2 separate regions of the Mus musculus genome follow, and region 2 is linked to region 1. The links are chromatin contacts, called in public Hi-C maps. All regions are on one chromosome and are shown on one strand. The core of a region is the stretch at or near the end of the contact, and the rest is flanking DNA. Distances in the headings are between cores, read along the strand shown.

Evidence for each region. Hi-C and Micro-C count contacts between places; a contact is called where the count stands out from the background.
Region 2: a Hi-C map of pre-megakaryocyte-erythroid progenitors shows a contact between it and region 1, with 1.9 times the contacts expected there. The contact joins two enhancer-like sites. A contact is called at or near these places in 5 of 484 Hi-C or Micro-C datasets (ECoMG myeloid progenitors, myeloid progenitors, nephron progenitors and 2 more).

The regions. Positions count from the first base shown.
Region 1 is chr14:102,802,938-102,809,726 of GRCm38.p6, reverse strand. No RefSeq gene overlaps it. Among named protein-coding and RNA genes, the nearest start is that of Gm41234, 11 kb to the right of the region's middle. Within about 2 kb of position 2,961, at least 172 of the 459 cell types and tissues checked have an H3K27ac peak or open chromatin away from gene starts, as enhancers often do. A contact at or near this core is called in ECoMG myeloid progenitors and pre-megakaryocyte-erythroid progenitors, where this site is marked.
Region 2 is chr14:102,730,198-102,737,460 of GRCm38.p6, reverse strand. No RefSeq gene overlaps it. Among named protein-coding and RNA genes, the nearest start is that of Gm41234, 61 kb to the left of the region's middle. Within about 2 kb of position 3,585, at least 14 of the 459 cell types and tissues checked have an H3K27ac peak or open chromatin away from gene starts, as enhancers often do. A contact at or near this core is called in ECoMG myeloid progenitors and pre-megakaryocyte-erythroid progenitors, where this site is marked.

The DNA of each region.
Region 1 (6,789 bases), core at 1,712-4,211:
TCAGGAAAGGGAGAGAAATGGCATGAGAGATGGATGGATGGATGAGAGGAGAGGAGAAGAACAGCTGAGAGCGAGACCTTGGAAAATGGAAATGAGAAAGGAGCCACAGATTTTCTTTGAGTTAAAGGAGCAGAGAGCTGTAGCTGGGAAGCCAGGTTGCCTTTTAGAAATGAGAGAAGTGAAAATTCTGTCGCCCAGAAACCAGGAGTCTCACAATTACTGTGAATAGGAGAATCCTTCAGGGTGACATGCATTCCATACTCTTTCCATGTCCCAGGCACATCTGAAATTCTTTGTTGTTCTCCAGGAAGCTGATGGATCAATCATTAATGATATATATGCTAAATGAACTTGATATTTAAAATATCAGTTAAAGATATCCTTCTATATAACAGTTCATGTCTGCAGAAATTTGAAAGCTTATGCATACTAGAAGGCGGTGGCTCTGTCTGCCTCATTTGAGCAAAACTTGATTTGAAATGAAAGAACTTATAGTCCTTAAGATCTATTGTGATGATGATAAAACACTTGGGAATCACATATCCACATTGAGTTAGATGCCAAGAGAAGTGTGTTTCCTGGTAGAAAGGAAAAGAGAATTCACACTGATAAACACCATCCTTGTGTCAAACATTGGTCATTCAAAAAGTGTGATCTCTTGAGGATTCACGTGTGACTTCTGACCCAGACATATGCTGAAATGCAGATACACCCAGTAGCTGGTATAATCTCCTCTTCACAGTAACTGTGAGGCACAACATGAAGTAGCTGGTTTGAGAACACATGAGATTTTCTATTAAACCAAGCACTTAAAGTAAGAAGGAGTCCCAGAGATAATGTGAACCCGGTATCTCCCTCCTGAAAGGCTGTGTTTTAGGGTAACCTCCCCCAAAGCTGCACTTGAGTCAAGGGCTTGACTACAAGTGGTTTCTCTGGTATGCCGTGTCTCAGGAAGTACCAGGAGACAACTTACAAGTAAGATAAGGAAGGAAGGGATGCCAGCCTATGTAAAGATGACGATAAATGGATCACTGCTATGGATAATTGGCATTCAGTTTTGCTACCAACCTTCTGGAAGACTGTGGGATATACCATGGAATCTTTTGACAGCTACGGATGAGTCTAGTGTCTCAAATCTTTCATGGATTGAGAGCTGGGCCTGAGGTGGTTAGCTTTCTACTGCTGGAGATCTATCCAGGGGCAGAGAGGTAGAGAGACAGTAAAACAGGGAAGGTCCACAGTTAACTCCTAGTGGGTGGACAGTGTTTGCTGAGGTACCTGCAGGGTCAGCTAGTCCCCCATTCATATACTTCTCTCTCTGGTAGATACATCTTATCTGGATCTTCCATGCCCTTGAGTTGACCCACAGAATCAGGACCAGATGTATGCCTCTATTGCTGACTTCAAGAAGTCACGAGAGAGAAATAGTCTTGCCTTTTTCTGCTCTTCCCTAAGGAGGAATGTATATAAGGAGACTGTAGATAGCTCCGTATCCCAGAGAAGGCTGACTCCTGTCCTGTGAGTCCTGTTTGTTGCATAGTCCCTTTCTCTGCCTGTCTCACACATTTGTAAGAGGACCATTGCTTTTCTTCTCATATTTTCCCATGAGGTAAGCACAAACCTGGGACTGTCTCCGTAAGATGTCAAGGATCCAGTGGAATAAAATTTCTCCTTTCGAGCCCACCAACAGCTCACTTGGGAAGCTAACTTTGTCTTTCACAAAGCAGTTGGTCAGAGTGGACCCCCAGGTAGAGGTTCATAAGGGCAGGGAGACATGAACCATAATCACCGACTTAAATTCATTTCTCACATATTTTCCCCAGAATCTCCATGCTCTGGTTGGCCCACTTGCAAACAGTCAAAATGGCGGAGAAATTTTCCACTAAAATTTTATTCACTTTTTCAATCACTGAAGGGCCCTAACTTTGTTCATTTGGTAAAGTTCAAGAAATAAGTAGAAAAGACAGACAAAACCCACTCCCAAATAGAAGACAACAAATGGAAAAAAGAATACACACATGCAATGCGTGTGCGCGTGAGCGCACGCACACACACATACACACACTCATCACACACACAGAATACACAGAGAACATACACACAGAACACACACACAGAACATACACACACAGAACACACATACAGAACACACACACACAGAACACACAGAACACACACACACAGAACACACAGAACACACACACACAGAACACACACACACAGAACACACATACACAGAACACACACAGAACACACACACAGAGAATACAAACACACACAGAACACACATAGCACACACAGAAAACACACATATACACAAAACACACACAGAACACATACATACGCACACAAAACACATACACACAGAGAAAAAACACACACAGAGAAAAAACACACACATAGAGAAAAAACACACATACAGAGAAAAAACACACAGAGAACACACACACACACACACACACACACACACACACACACACACACACGTAGTTTGGGGGATAGCTCAGTTAGTAAAATGCTCCCATGCTTATCTTGCAGGCATGAGGACTTGCATCATTTTATCCAGAAACCTGACTAGCTCATTTCTGAAATAGTTGTTTTGTTTTGTTTTGTTTTGTTTTGTTTTGTTTTGTCTTTTTGGTGGGGTGAGGAAGCCCCAAATAATTTTGCTTGTCTTTCCTGTTAAAAAAAACAGAAGCTTGTCTCTAACATCTTCTCCTTTTCCAGTCTTATATTAATTTCTCATTTTTTGGTGTGACTGATCACTTATTGGTGTGTGTGTGTGTGTGTGTGTAGTGTGAAGGGTTGCTAGCAGAGACCCAAACAGAAAGGATAGTGCGACAGGCTTTAATTATTCCCTCAAGGTTTCCGGTGTTGAAAACTTTCTGCGTTCTCAGTTACTCTCTGACAGGGCACAATTTCCCTCTGTATTTTCGGTTTTCAGAGGCTAGGACAGCGAAGGTGAGCCACGTGACCACAGGCTGGCTGACCTCCACTCGTCGCCATTTCCTCTCCTCTCTACCCTCTGCTCCACTTCTGCTATTTCCTTTAGATAAGAAGCCGAATCATCCCACAGGAAGAGCAAGATGTCATGCTGTCTCCTGTAGCTCCCCAGCGCTCAGGAGCCTTGTGGCATTACATTGCGACCCTTCAGGAATAGTCTTTGCTTCTCCAACGGTCTGTCACCCGGCACAGAAGTCTGATTTTCAGTTGAGGGATTGAGTACAACCCAGACCACTTGTGGCAGGCCTCTTCATCTCTCTGGGATCTGAGGAGTTGTGCCCTCAGGGTGGCCACCTAACTCAGTTTAGACTGTACAGTGTTTTACTGCCAAGCCTTACACTGTGGTTTTGTGGCTGGGACAGTTTACATGTCAGAAGCGGGGGATTTTTCTGCTGATATTTTACATTTGTTTTGTGTGCTGGCTTTAGGACAGCAGGCTGAGCAAAACTGTTTTGCCTTTCTGCTCTATTCAGTGACAGCATGTTCTCAGGCACACTAATTCACACCGTAACATTAACTCTGGTGAGGCGTGGGTTACTTTAAAGGGTGGTCTCCCATCCAAGTGGGAACCGGAATGGACCCTGCTTAGCTTCCGAGATCAGACAAGAACTGATGCATTCAGGGTGGAAAAGGGATGTGGAGAGTGGCGCAGAAGGGGGCGCTGATGCTATAATTTCCAATGGTTAGAGGCTCTTGCCTTTTTCTAGGGCCTTAAGCTGAAATCTCAAAAGGGCATGAAGAAACAAGGAAGATTTTATCCTTCTCTTCATGTTTTAGCTCCCCGAAACCGCCAAACTGCCAAGGCTGAGGTTCAGACTGTAGCTGATGCACGCAAGCTCCTCATATATTATTTTGCGTTGCTGTTTGCACGCATCCATCAGGTGCGGTCATTCACCAAGAGAGGTGGCCACTGCATTGTTTGCTTAGAGCCGAACCACGGTCTCCTTGGAGCCAAAACTGGGCTTATTTCATTAGACCACCACCTTTTTCTTTCCATAGTCATTTGTGTTTCAGCTATAAATAATACAATCTATGTTTTAAAAATCACAATGTAACTTGAATTTCTAAAAATACTCAGGAGAAAATCATTTTCTGAAGGCTGGCCCTTCTGCCTTTATCTCTATGTTGTTATTAAAAATGATGATGAATTAACTGACAGGCATCCTCAAGATTGTCTATAGCGTTTCCTTTTCTGAGCAATGTAGGACAGGCTAAATAAGAACACATTTGGCATGATCTGAAGTCAACGCTGTCTGGAACATGGGGTTGTAGATAGCTGCTTAAAGTCTAAAAATTCTAATGATCTTGGGTACAGTCCCCTTTTCTGTAATTTTTTTTTTGTCAAAAAATTTTACCTCACTTAAAATATTCAGAAGATAATTCTATTGTGTTAATAATTTTTCTTTTAGGTTTGGTCTTTAGACATGCGACAGCTTAGTGTCAAGTTTATTGTGTTGCTTATTATAATACCCACCACAAACATTCATTTCATTTCACTGTGTATTATGACTCTTTTTTATAATCTATTTTTTGTTTCGTCATCTCTCATATATTACATCTCTAGCTGTTTTCCCTCCTCTCCTGCCAGTGTCCCCCCAACTCCCCTCTCCCCCAGATCCACTCCTCCTCCATTTCCTTCCAGAAAAGAGCAGACCTCCCAGGGATACCAACCAAACACAACATAATAAGGTACAATAAGGCTAAGCATATACCCTCACATCAAAGCTGGACAAGGAAACCCAGTAGGAGGAAAAGTCTCCCCAAAGCAGGGAAAATAGTCAGAGACAGTCCCTGCCCTACAGTTAGGAGTCCCACAAAATCACCAAGCTCCTCAACCACAACATATATGCAGAGGACCTAACTCAAAACCGTGCATGTGCTCTGATTGTCAGTCTAGTCTCTGTGAGCCTCTCTGAGCCCTGGTTGATTCTGTGAGCTTGTTCTTGTGTTCTTGACACTCCTGGCTTCTATAATCCTTACTCCCCATGTTCTGCAGGACTCCCTGCAGCTCCTCCTAATATTTGGTTGTGGGTCTCCGTATCTGCTCCTATCAGTTGCTGGATGAAACCTCTCTGGAGAAGATTATGATAGGCTCAGGTATACTAGAATAGGAGAATATCATTAGGGTTTGTTTGTTTGTTTGTCTATATCTCTGGGCTATCCAGCCTCTGGCTTTTGGCCTTCCAGGCAGTGTCAGGCATGAGTCTCATCTTAAACCAGCCATTGGTTGGCCACTCTTACAAGTTCAGTGTCATCTGTACCCTAAGCATACCTTACAGGCAGGACAAATTGTAGGTCAAAGGTTTTGTGGCAGGGATGGTGTTCCAGTCTTTCCACAGAGCAGATTTGGATCTGTATCCCCTATCTTAATCCAATCTTTGGTTGATGGACGTTGAGGTTGTTTCTGGCTACTATGAATAAAGCTGTTGTGAACAAAGTTGAGCAAGTGTTCTTGTGGTAGGAGTCTTATCTAGGGTTACCCTTATAGATTTCTTTTTTTTTTCCAGTTTTTTTATTAGGTATTTTCCTCATTTACATTTTCAATGCTATCCCAAAGGTCCCCCATACCCACCCCCCCCAATCCCCTACTCACCCACTCCCCCTTTTTGGCCCTGGCGTTCCCCTGTACTGGGGCATATAAAGTTTGCAAGTCCAATGGGCCTCTCTTTGCAGTGATGGCCGACTAGGCCATCTTTTGATACATATGCAGCTAAAGACAAGAGCTCCCGGGTACTGGTTAGTTCATATTGTTGTTCCACCTGTAGGGTTGCAGTTCCCTTTAGCTCCCTGGGTAATTTCTCTAGCTCCTCCATTAGGGGCCATGTGACCCATCCAATAGCTGACTGTGATCATCCACTTCTGTGTTTGCTAGGCCCCGGCATAGTCTCACAAGGGAGAGCTATAACTGGGTCCTTTCAGCGAAATCTTGCTAGTGTATGCAATGGTGTCAGCATTTGGAAGCTGATTATGGGATGAATCCCTGCATATGGCAGTCACTAGATGGTCCATCCTTTCGTCACAGCTCCAAATTTTGTCTCTGTAACTCCTTCTATGGGTGTTTTGTTCCCATTTCTAAGAAAGGGTAAAGTGTCCACACTTTAGTCTTCATTCTTCTTGAATTTCATGCGTTTGGCAAGTTGTATCTTATATCTTGGGTATCCTAAGTTTCTGGGCTAATATCCACTTATCAGTGAGTACATATTGTGCGCGTTCCTTTGTGATTGGGTTACTTCACTCAGGATGATACCCTCCAGGTCCATCCATTTGCCTAGGAATTTCATAAATTCATTTTTTTAATAGCTGAATAGTATTCCATTGTGTAAATGTACCACATTTTCTGTATCCATTCCTCTGTTGAGGGGCATCACGGAGTTTCCACTGCATTAAGTTTCTGCCTCATCCACCAAATGCCTCTAAGTCCCAGTCATCTCTCCCAGTCGTCGCTTCCTCAGTCATCCCCTCCCCATCTGATCCCACCTATTCCCATGCCTAACTATCCCAAGTCCACCCACAAGATCTGTTCTATTTCTCCTTCCCATGGAAATTCTTGTATCCCCTTTGTGTCCTCCTTGTCACTTAGCCTCTCTGAGTCTGAGGATTGTAGCATGATTATCCTTTCCTTTGCAGCTAATATGTACTTATGATTGAGTGCATACCCTGTTTGTCTTTCTGGGTCAGGGCTGCTTCACTTAGTATGATTGTTTCTAGCTCCATCCATGCCTGCAAGTTTCATGATTTTATATCTTTAAACAGCTGACTAATACTCCACTGAGTAAATGTACCACA
Region 2 (7,263 bases), core at 2,336-4,835, 73 kb after region 1:
GGGCACTGCAAACAGTTCTTTGGGGCAACACAGTTAACATGAGAACACAAGCTGCTACAGTTTTTCTGCAGAAATTCATTTTTGAGGGCAACTTAAACGTTTCCATCACTTGCTAATGCCTTTGGCCCAAACCACTATCTAACCGTGTGGTAACTGAAGGCTTTCCCCCCTTTGTTGAACTGTGAGTTCCTAGTGACAGAGGCTTTGTCTTTTGGTCTGCAATGTTCTTTCTTGTGACTGTAACATACTGCACCCTGGAAAACGTTGAAATGAATGTGAGGGTGTTGTTCAAACATGTTCAAATCATGTCTCAAAGAAAGCATAGGTCTTAGTCAGGAAGGAGGGACTGTGTTGTGATAGCCCATATCCCTTCTCCTAAGGGCATTGTGATTTTCTTTATTTTCAAGAGTTGAGTCTTCTCTCAGGTCACAGCTGAACATTCTGTTTTTCTAATAATGCATAATAAGGTATGCTAGAAATCAGACCTCCAAAGATGGAAATCTACTAGGAGAGTCTGACAAAGGCTCTGAAGGATGGCTCGTAAGTATTTATACAGCAGTTTATTGACACTGATGCCAGACATTTAGACATGCAGACAATTTAGACAATTAGAAACAGATGGTACATGCAGCTGAGAAAAGAGTGTAATCAGAGACCCAAAGACAGGTAGTCGAGATGTCAAAAGCAAGTCAGAGCTAACAAGGAAGGGTTTAGTTGAGCTAACTATCCTGACCTATTCCAGTTAGCAAGAACATGTGGGAATGTTATACAGTGGGATATAAGCACTATGCATTTCTTAGTAGTTACTGCTAAATTTGATAGGTTTACTTCAGGACTTCTCAGGCTGCCGTGAAGAGAGCACGCATTGTTTCTTGCCACCACTAAAAAACATATAGAAGTATTTAGAAATACAAGCCTAACATTTATAAGACTATTCATATGCACTGAAAAGAATTTGTTTCAGATTTTTTTCCAATAGCAAATTTGCCCTATATATGTTTAAGGCAGTATTTTCATTGCACAACTTTTAGGAGGTCTTAATTTATGTTTGCAGAAACTCAACCAATATGTGCTCGCTGCTCATCTGTAGAGCTTGTGTTAGTAAGGTTAACAAAAAGATAAGACAGTTTAGTGGCTGTGAGATTTTGATCATCTTATGTAATTATGCTGTTCTGATCCAGTCCCCCAAAGTAGAAAGCTGAGGTGGATATATTCACCATATGGGTCTATTAAGTCTGCAGCATGCAAGACAAGTAACAAGTTTCCTCACATTATTGTAAAATTCATGTCTACATACTGGAAGGTGACTTAGCCCCAAATGCTTGTTTATCCAACCCTAACGTGTTCTCCCCACTAGTTTGCATATGCCTCAGGCAGCCATGTTCTGTGGTGTGATGAGAGAAGTGAGCAGAGAGGGAACGGAATCCTTCCAGGTTTGCCCCAGGTGGAAGCAGCAGTCACCTTTCACTGCATCTGAGAAGGAAGTCTGTGTGCTGCTGCAGCAGGTCCGATGTTTACAGGAGTCTGGAGCTGGGCATTGCATTTCTCATGGAGAATCAAGCGTACCCATCAAAGCCTCAGAGGAGAAGGGAGTGTTGCATGGTGCTATTCTTTCCTTCCTGAGTTTGAGCTTGTAAGACACTCATTTTTATTGGCTGTTTGTTTTAGCTTAAGTGATATTTTTACACTCCTTTTTCTAGATGAAAGATTTTATTGTAAGTACAATTTTATTATAATAGCCCTTTATAGTTTATGTGGTTTATTAAGTTTTGCTTTTACTTTTAGCAGGATTACACTGTATGCCTCTTCTTGGTTTGGAACTAATTTTGTATACCAGGCTGGCCTTGAACTCATAGAAATCCACCTGCCTCTCCTCCATAATGCTGTGATTAAGACTTGTACTACCAACTTCATGGGGTTTATTTAAAAACGTAATGAGTTTGATGTCGTCGGGTGGGTGGTGGGTAATGTACAACTGTCGCTGTAATGCCACTGGCCACATGAACACTCCCCTCAGATGTCAGATCTCAGGGCTGTCCCAGGAGGGAGCTCACTTTTCATATTTTAAAATGTACTTTTGCATATGTGGACAGTGATCTTTTCTTTCTCACTATCTTAATGTTGACTTCTATATTGGTCTTCTCTATATCTCTGGATTTGCAGAGACATTCAGTGTTACCACTAAGAGAGAGACTGTCAACAAGAAGGAAAACAATGGCTATGGGTTTCAGAGTAGTGATGGTAGAGAATACATAGGAGTGAGTAGCCAATGATTGTCAATGCCCTACACTGCCTGATGGCCAGAAACCAGGGACTGGATAGCCCAGAGATCCAAACGTGCCTGGAAAAACAATCAATGCAACGATTCCTTATGATACTCTGCTCTGCTCACAGACTGGTGCCTTGTCCAGTTGTTATCAGCGAGGTTTCCTCTGGTAGCAGATGGGAGTGGGTACAGAATCCCACAGCCAGACATTACACAGACAGAAAGACTGAGTTGGAGGTATTTATCAGGTCCCTCCCCTTGGAGCTTGGGGAACCCTGCAGAAGGGAGAAAACACTGTAGGAGTCAGAGGAGATGTAAGAAACTAAGAGAGCCTATGGAGTCAGCTAAGCAGGACCCACAGAAACTCATTCAACCAATACATGGCCTTCATGAGTCTGTACCCAATCATCTGCATATGTTATAGTTGTTACCTCAGTGTTTTTGTGGGACTCCTAACCCTGAGTCTGTGTGTATCTCTGACTCTTTTGCCTGCTCTTGAGACCCTTACCCTCCTATTGGGTTGTCTTGTCTGGCCTCAATATGAAGGATTTTTCACTTGTCTTGTTGTATCTTTTTCTTTATCCTGTTTGGCTGTTAACTTTTGGAGGCCTGCTCTTTTCAGAAGAGGAGACAGAGGGGAGTGGATCTGGTGTAGAGGGAAGCTGGAGCAAAGGTTAGCAGGAGTGGAGGGAGCAGAACTGTGGGTTAGATGTACTATATGAGAGAAGAATCTATTTTAAATTGTAAAAAAGGAGGAGAGAAGGAAGGAATGTGTAGACATAGCTTATTTTAAGAATGAATAAACAAAATCTGCTAGTGGGGGAAGAGTGTGGGTAAAAGAAAATCTATGGGCTGCTGAGATTTCTCAATGGTTAAAGACCCTTGTTGTCAAACCCTAATGACTCCCAGGACACACATGATGGATGGAGTGATCAGTCCCAAGTTGTCCCTTGACCTCCACAAGCATCCTATCTCAGATTGCCCTAACTAATAAATTAAAGGACTAAGTAAATATAGTGAAAATTCAGACCAAGAAGATCTAGGACAGCAAAATGATAGAGAAGTTTACATTCAAAATCAATAAAGTCAAACTTCCATTCTCAAGTAGTCAACAAGTATTCTAGGAAAAACAATCCTTTAGTAAAACTTTGCAATTGCGAGATCTGTGGTAACTAACTGTAGTTGCTGAGGCATTGGAGATCTGTGGTAACTAACTGTAGTTGCTGAGGCATTGGAGATCTGTGGTAACTAACTGTAGTTGCTGAGGCATTGGAGATCTGTGGTAACTGTAGTTGCTGAGGCATTGGAGATGTGGTAACTGTAGTTGCTGAGTCATTGGAAAAGGCACAGTAAAAGATAATTCTCCTCCTGTGTTGTAGTTCAAATTAACGTTATGTGCTTGTGGATGCTTTATTTTATTTTTATTAGTTTTTAAGGTTAGAACACAAAGCAATGGGTTTCGTTTGTGGCGTTTTCATATTTAGGTGTCATTATACTTTGCTCTTAATCAGTATTCACCCCCCCCGCCCCCCAATCCCTCAGTGTTGTCTCTGGGAATCCTCCCTGGCTGGTTCCCTTCCTTCTGCCAAATAGATAAACCTCATTCCACACGCCTTCCATCACATTGCCATTGCGTGAGATCTCTTTTTCTTTTAGGATTTCCTTTCTATTTTCATGACCTACACTCTCAGACACATAAGTAGGTTCATACTACCCCATAAATATACACAGGCATGTGCATATACACACGCACACATGCACATGCACACATGCACATGGTCACACATATGAACACATGCACATATCCACTTACCTGCACACAGGCACACAATTTAAAGTCCACACATCAGAGAAAACATGCAATACTTGTCTTTTTAATATGGCTTATTTCGTTACCATGCTGATTATCAATTGCATTCATTTTCCTGAAGAATTTCATGACTCCATTTTTTTCCTTTGTAGCTACATAAAATTATATTGCTCATGCATGCCATAGCTTCTTTATTCATTTGCCAGTTGATGGACACCCGAGTTGACTGCATTCCCTGCCTGTTGGGAATCCTGAAGCAATAGATGTGGGTGTGTACGTAGTAAGTGCACAGATGTATCTCTATAGTATGTTGGTTCAGAACCCTTCAGGTGTGCTCCCCAAAGTCATATAGGTGGGGGACTGTGATAGCTCTGTTTTCTTTTTTTTTTTTTTTTCTTGAGAAACCTCCATACGGATTCCCATAATTGCTACATGCTTTACAAGCCCCTGGGCTCCAGTGATGAATCAGGGTTTTGCTCTCTCCACATCCTGGACAACCCTTCTTGTCTCTCATTTCCTAGCTGATGACTCTTCTGATTGGGGTGAGACAGAGACTCACAGAATTTTTAATTTTCACTTTCCTGATGGCAGTGAGAGCTGAACACATTTTCAAGTCTTTATTGGCCATTTCTAATTCTTCATTCGATAACTGTCTCTTCAATTCATTGGTCTAATTATTGGCTATATTTTTGCTGTTTATCTTTGCAGTTGTTTATATATCCTAGATATTTATTACCTGTTTGGTGTTTAGCTGGCAGATTTTTTTTCTATTGTGTCTTCACTATGATCTTTCCTGAGTGCTAGCTTTTGAATCTCATGTAATCCTGTTTGCTGGGAGGATTTTCTCTGCTCCCAGAGTTTGTACTTCAGAAACTCCTTGCCTACCCGTGTATCCTGAAGTGTTTTACTTATGTCTTCCTCTAGTGTTGGCGTTAAACTTCCATGGCTTTCTCAGTGATCATATAGTTGTCTGTGCATATACAGGGCCTTGTTTGTTCATTTGCTAAGGTGTTACTATAAATAATTTAGCAATATGCCTCTGAGATCCCCAGTGGTGAGTAGTTACTGGCCTAGGTCTGTTCTTTTCTCTTCTTTTTCTTTTCCCTGTTTTCGTTTTTTCAAATTTTACAGCTATACTTGTAAAACAGATACCTCACAGCCTACTTACCTATTTTCATGTCAACAACAATCATTTGCTTCCATGAGTTTCTTTTTTTCTCCCGTTTTGTTGTTTAAATAATCACTCTTGTATTTGTCATTATTTTCTAAGTGCTTTTGTTTAGTTGTGTAGTGAAATTGCTTAGTCTTTAGCGTTAGTCACAGTTGCCAGCTGGCTTTGAGAAGGCTACGCTGATTCCACGACAGACTTCAAATTGGCAGTTAAGGAGGCCTAGAAACTGGGCAAGTCCAGGCAAGCCCAGGCAAGTCAGTTACTAAGAGAAAAAAAAACCCAGGCTCCAGCCTTCGTGCTCAGGTAATGGAATGTCCCAGACACCTGTCCTGAGGCAAGGACAACGGGTCAGCAGCAGTTTCCAGACTTCCTCATCTACTTCCTCAGTAACAGTTTCCAGATCTCCCCAGCAAGTTTCCAGCCCCCACACCTCAGTAATAGACTGTCCATAGAGATGGGCCCAACAGATTAACATAGAGGTCACCTAAGCTGGAATTCCCTAATGTGCTTTAAATCAGGCCTGCAAGCTCACATGAGTGTCTCTATCTTGGTAATGTGAGACCCTAGAATGGTGAACTTCTGCAGAATAAAATACTCTTTGAGTTTACAACCTGTAGTTATACCAGAAACATGAGAAAACATCTTGTTTTTACTAAGTTTCACATGTCATGAATATTTTATATTTTGCTGATATGGTTAAAGTGCAACCTTAGCTTTCACTTTTCTAGATAGGCATTGTGTGTTCATTGGCCAGTAAGGTTTCATCTTTTGTAAACTGCTAATTTACCCTTTGTCCACTTATTCATCTATTTTTTCATTCAGAAACATTCTTTTTGCTTATGAAATATAGTATCCTATCAGAGCCAAACTGTTTCTCATTTTATCATTTGTCTTTTCTCTATAGTGGGTTTACTATACGTGTTTTTATTGTACAAAGACTAAGTATGTCTGTTTAAATTTATGACTGGGTGGACAGAGGAGGTCCTACCTGAGCAACTCTTGAAACTGGTAGATGCCAGGAGAGGAAAAATAGTTTCTTTCATGAAGTTGCCTCTGGCAGGTCGACCATGCCCCAGTGGAAGATCACACATCCTTGCATACATGGGCAGCATAAATGGGTCTTGGTGGATGAAAAAAAAAGAGGACATAAGGGCATGGGAGGGTTAGGAAAGGTGGTAGGTGAATAGGGCCTAAACTCATTGCATAAAAAGAATGAACTGTAAAAGGGAAAATGGTGGCTTTGTACAAGTACATTTTGCACAGGAAGTTTTTCTCTGTTCAGGTTTGTGAAAAGTCTCAGAATTTTCTAATTTTTCAAAACGTCACAAATATTTTGCAATTGAGCTTTATCCATCTGGAATTCATCATGACATATGGTGAGAGGTAAGGGAGGCAGCTTGTTTCCGTGCAGAGGGAGCCAATAATGCCAGGACCACTTAATAATATACCAACCATTTCCCGCCTAATTGAAATGCCACTTCTGTGGGTTTATTTCTGGGCTCAATCTTGTTCCATAGACCTATTTGAATATTTTCATAATGGTGCCAGAGTGTTTTCATTCCAGTAGTTTTGTAGTGAATTTAAACATCTGGTAAGGTATATATTCTTTTTACCACCCTCCTTTCATAACTAACTTTTCTAACAAAGACACACTATAAAATCTAATAAGTCTTAAGTAATTTTATGCATTCCTTCTCAAAAAAGAGCCACATTGAAATTGTGCTAGATTAAGATTAGATTATTGATGGAAGTATTTTGACCAGAATCTCCATATTATATAAGCATGTATTAGACGTTTGCGCCTTCACTAGAACTCATTAGAATATTTTGTAACCTTTCTTAAGTGGACTTCCTTATCTTTTCCAATTAGTTTTAATTAGTTTTATTTTTAATATTAAGGACACTACCCAATCAAGTTATAGTCAGGTTAGTGAATTATCAAAATGGTATTACTAGTCTTTTAAATTTCTATCATTCTGGGGTTTTTATAGACATTGATATGTGATCATAGCTGAC